Linked DNA regions of Gossypium hirsutum: region 2 is linked to region 1. The links are chromatin contacts, called in public Hi-C maps. All regions are on one chromosome and are shown on one strand. Each heading gives the region's core, a stretch centred on a gene start, on an enhancer-like site or on the middle of the called end of the contact. The rest is flanking DNA. Distances are from core to core; before and after follow the strand shown.

The links. Hi-C and Micro-C count contacts between places; a contact is called where the count stands out from the background.
Region 2: a contact with region 1 is called in a Hi-C map of leaf, with 3 times the contacts expected there. The contact joins the promoter of LOC107909990 here to the enhancer-like site in region 1. A contact is called at or near these places in 5 of 34 Hi-C or Micro-C datasets (callus, leaf and seedling).

Annotation. Positions count from the first base shown.
Region 1 is chrA07:27,010,793-27,013,492 of Gossypium_hirsutum_v2.1, reverse strand. No RefSeq gene overlaps it. Among protein-coding and RNA genes, the nearest start is that of LOC107953044, 20 kb to the left of the region's middle. Within about 2 kb of position 1,447, at least 6 of the 9 cell types and tissues checked have an H3K27ac peak or open chromatin away from gene starts, as enhancers often do. A contact at or near this core is called in leaf, where this site is marked.
Region 2 is chrA07:27,247,137-27,249,885 of Gossypium_hirsutum_v2.1, reverse strand. It overlaps LOC107909990, which reads left to right and starts at 1,456. Exons shown (of 1, transcript XM_016837719.2): 1 at 1,456-2,281. The coding sequence starts at 1,618. The coding sequence ends at 2,064.

The DNA of each region.
Region 1 (2,700 bases), core at 198-2,697:
AAACTAATATTTTCTTGTCTTTGTATGAATCTGTGTAAAATATTTTCTGTTGTTTGATAGATTTCCTAAAAAATAGTTCATAAAAATTGTTTTCAATGAAACAGACATACATTTGAGATTTTCTTATCTCTTCATTGTTTAATTAAGTTTGTTTTATATTTATAAATTTGTTTTACATTATTTTGTATATATGGCAATGATTTATTTATAATTAAATACATCAAATTAAATATATAATATTACTCAATTATTAAGCTAGAATATTAACAGTCATAAATTGAAAACAACCAAACTGAATAGATGATTCCTAATTTGTGTAATAAAAAAAAAGATTGAATAATAAATTAGCTTTCAAACCACAATTAGTACTACAAAACATTAAATTAATAATATTACCCAAGTGCATTATTAGTAGTATACCACATGATGACTATAATATTTGTTTGAATAATAAATTAGCTTTAAAAAATAGTAGAATAAATATCAAATAAAAGCTAATTTATTACTATTCAATTAGTAGAATACAGGGGCTCAAATCTATGGTAAAATCGTAAAACATGAAGACAAATAGGGGGACGCCATTCTTAGGGCTCCAAGCTTTTAACTTCAAAATTCAAGTAAGTCATTGGTTATTTTCTTGTAATTCTTATAGATCTGAGGTCATGAGAGCTTGATTTAGCTAACTCATGTCCTAATTTGTAAAATTGTTAAAGTTTTAGAAAGTTGCCATTGTTGATTTCTTGAAGTTTTAGGTGTTAAATTGATAGATTTTAAGCTTAGATGTGAGAAATGACTAGATTGTAAAGCTTCATTGATAGTTTCGTACATTAGAGACTAAACTGAATAAAATATAAAATAGACTGTAAAAATAAGAAATAGGAGGTCCCTAATGTATAATAGTGAAATCGTAATTCAATTTGAAGCTTTAAATGGAAAGTTATGTTAGTCTCGATTTTAGGGACAAAATTGAGTAAATTACAAAATTTGTATAAATTGATAATTGAATGTGAATTGGTTGATTATTGATAGTGTTATATATTTTATGTTAATCTGTAGCTAAAGTCAATTGGAAAATGTCTGAAGACATTTTGGTAAACAAAGTCTTATCAGTTTAGAAAATGTCTTACCAAAAAAATTTTGGTAAGACATTTTACGAAAATAATAGGGTAATTTTATGTTAACCATCATATTTTATATGAAACAAACATAAAAAAGACTGAAAATATTTTTTGTAAAAACTTTTATGTGAATCAAAACTAACTTTAGTGACAATTTTTCCCCGAAAATAGTGCAAGTTTTTATGTTATAATACTAAATACTATTTGTATATTTTGGAATGGAGTTGGGCCACACAAGAAAGTGATTGAGCCCATGGTCTTGCAAGAGAAATATTAACTATGGGTGTTTGCTTTATTATTGTTATACCAGCCCATGACATATTATATACATTATTCACATCACCATCTATCTAGCAGGTTACCATGTTGATTAAGTGTACCCAACCATGACAGATAGGTAAAGGCTACGTCTCAAGATCTAACACCGAGAATGGTCATTCTCGTCTATTAACCATTTTTGACCTTAGGAAGGATCTTTTTCTCTAATTATCTACTTCTAATGCTCTATACACTTTTCTCCTCCTTTTCTAGCGACTCGCAGCCTCTCATTACCTTGTCAACCATTGTCTTCCACCTCGTTTTCTTATTTCCCCTTCAACAAGGAGGTTATTAAGGTTGAAAGATTGTTCCGAAGATCATTCATCATTAATTTTTTTCGTGTGGACAAATAGATTCTATAAACTATTTGCTTTTATCTTGCATTTTCAAGGTCTATGAAATACCAACCAAGAGTTTGACATTATTGATATTGGTTACAATCTTTTACGGTGAAATTTGATAATATGGCTACTTTGAATTTAGTTATGGCCATAGTTTATTGGTTTAGTTATTGGAATTCTATTAGGATGGAGGATATACACTTAACTAAGTCCTCATTTTGGTTAGGTTTTCATAATTACCATTAGACTATGACAAAAAAAGATTTGTGCCATGTGTTGGAGAATGATTCAAAGTTAGTTTTTCTAAATTTAGATTTGGTTGTGCTGTGCTTAGTTTGTTATTTTCTTATTTCTTTGATTTTTTGTTACGTTTGTGCAATAGTGTTGCACATTTTTCACGTTAGTTTGTTGTGGTGTAAAGACTATTTATAGGCCTGCGTTTATTTCATTTTGGGTGTGAATAATACAATAACTTCAGTCATTTTGAGTTCAGCTTTTCTTTCTTCTTAAATTTTCTAGTTTAGTATTTTCCTTGCATACAAGTTGTTTGACAATAGTCTTCTGTGATTATTTTTTTCTTACATTTTTGGTATCCGAGCCAGGTTCATTTTTAGTTGGGTGCGCAACTAATGGCGACTAACGACAATGTCGTGAATGTGTCTCAACTGTCGATTCCAGTCTTTAATGGAGAAAACTATGAGTTTTAGAACATCAAGATGAAAACCTTGTTCAAGTCTCAGGATCTTTGGGACTTAATTGAGAATGACTATACCAAACCAGATGAAGAGGCAAGATTAAGAGAAAATAAGAAGAAGGACTCAAAGGCATTATTCTTTATCCAACAAGCTGTTCATGAGACCACTTTTTTGAAAATTACTGCAGCAAATATAGCGACAGAAGCTTGGGGGATCTTGTAGACAGCA
Region 2 (2,749 bases), core at 207-2,706, 240 kb before region 1:
AGACCAATATTTGAGTAAAGATAAAAAAATCCAATTAAACTAATTTTTCTCTATTTTGAATTTTTTATTTTTATGAATTTTTAATAATTTATTTGATTGAACCAGATGAATTTTAAGAACTGGTGGCTTGACTAATTCAACCACCGACCTAATTCAAAAGAATGAAAAAAAGAATATATATATATATATAAGAAAAAATAATACTTTTTTATCTTTTTTTTGCACATGTCAATTTTTAATTAGTTTTTTTTAAATAGATATAATTGTTCAACTAATGACTCAACTAAAAAAAAAGGACTTTGTGACCAACAAAAAAAATGTTTGTACCAAAATGGGACAATTGTATAGTTTAAATACCAAATTGCAGGTTAATCCTCTTTTGAAATATACTTAACAGTTTGACTCCAATTTAAAAAAAAAATGTAATTTAAGTATCACTTGTGACAAAAAAATTTTAACTACCAATATTAAAATATAGTATAATTTAAATATCAATTTATAGTTTAATCCTATAACAAAAGTACAAGCTTAAAAAGTTAAGCTTGTTTAGTTTGTAAGGGATTCAGCCTCTAAAGCCACTAACATACGGCGACCGTTAGAGATTTTCAAAAAATAAATTTAAAATAAAAAATATAAAAAAATATTTATATATCTCATTAAAAGACCATTAACACGTGGCACAGCTTTAGAGATTTTCAAAAATAATTTTATATGGTAAATAAAATAACATAAAATAAAATAAAAAATATTTATATGCCTCCTTAAAAAACCACTGAAATGTGAGAGGTTTTTTAAAAATAATTTTAAATGCTAAAAAAATTAAAAATTAAAAATTTTAAAAAATATTTATATACCTCCTTAAAACACCACTAACATGTGAAAGAGTTTTAGAAGTTTACAAAAAAAAATTTAATATTAAAAATTTAAAAATAAAAAATAAGTATAATTTTTATTTAATTTTCAAGTAAGAGAAAATGAATAGAAAATTTCATTAAAACTTCTTTTGAACTTAAAGGAATTTATAACAAGTTATTTTATGATTCTACCTTATTTTTATTTATTTTTAATAATAGAATGATAAATAACATTTTTGTTTCTTATTTTTAATAATTTTAGTTAAATTTAAATCTTTTAAAGAAGAAAAAAGGAAAAAAAATATTTATTATTCTCTCCTATTATTCGTTGTTAAGAGTAATAGTATCAAAGTTCGGTGATTCAAACAACGTAAGATACCAAGTCATAGTTGAATTACTCCCAAAGACAGCAAGGCTGAACCACAAAACAAAGGCTAGTTTCAAAGTCAAAGGCTCCCACGTTCCAATAGGTAAACGCTGCACGTATTAAACACGCTGCAATTGGCTGCGCTCTCTACAACTAGCTAGCAGCGTCTTCTCCACTTTGTTCATTTCCCCTTACGTGTCGTCTTTCTCCTATAGTTTTACCACTGATTCTTTTTGTGGGCACTTTGACTCTGCTTCCGTCTCTTCCTATATATACCAAATCACTCTCCACTCACTACTCACAACTCTCATATTCCATACCCTTTACCAAATACCACTTTGATTCTTTTACATATTCTTCTTCAGTTAAACAAAGCCAAACAATTTCAACTTGAACATGGGGAACTGCACATCTAGCTGTTTTATCCAGGTTTCGGACATGGCCAAAGTAATCGATGCTCAAGGGAAGCTAAGGAAAGTGAAGCTCCCTGTGAAGGCAGCAGAGCTCATGCTCGACGAACCTGGTCACGTCATCTCTTCCGTGGAAGAGCTGAAACTAACTCGCCGCGTCGTCCCTATGCGAGCTGAGGATGAACTGCTGGCGGCTAAAGCTTACGTTTTGGTTCCTATACAAAGGGTGAACCGCAAAGTTACGGATGTGGATGTGGCGATCATAGAAGCTGCTTGTAGCGGAAAGAAAAGGGCAAAAAGTGGTGCTAAGGTTTTGCCTGAGTTGAGAGAGGAAGAGAGGCAAGTAGATCCTGTTTTGGCTGTCCCTGGGTGCCGGCAAGGGAATTACAGGCCCTGGGCTCCTGTTTTGGAACCAATTTCTGAAGTGCTTTGAGAAGCCATGCTCGTGCTCTTTGTTGGGTTAGGCTTCCTTCATCAGATTTCCCAAATTCATTGTTCAAAAGTTGGGAGATTTTTAATATACTTGAACCTGTAATTTTGTGGTAGAAGAAATCTAGGACCAGTTCTTTCATGTAATTACTGTTTTTCTTTAAATCCTTGTAGCCTCTCAATTTTGGTTATGAAAGTAATACAATACTGATATCCACAAATAAATCTCATTAGGACATACGGAGACGTCGTCTCCTTTACAGCTACCCTACCCTAGATGATGGGAGCACCAGTCTAAGGGCAACCAGATAAATTTCATCAGCTCCTTCTCCCCCAACAACATGGGACATAGATTCTTCTTTCTTATTCTCTCTTTACTCTTCCTCTATATTTGGTCACTCCGACCGACTAACCAGTGGCTAATCAGTCGGGTGGACCACCTATAACCACCGTCTCTCATTTTGTGTATCAACAGAATTAATCTCCAAAATCAGATGAAAACATGAAATCCTTTCCTAAAGTTAAGATCACTCTCGTTTATTTTCTTTTCCTCCTCGTTTATGGCATACCTACTTGCCATTCTCTAATCCATATATAAATATTGGCTCCATGGTGTGGCAAGCCATATATGTGAGCTATGAAAGCTACGCATATATACTGGGTTTGTGCGAGCTATATATGCATAATTG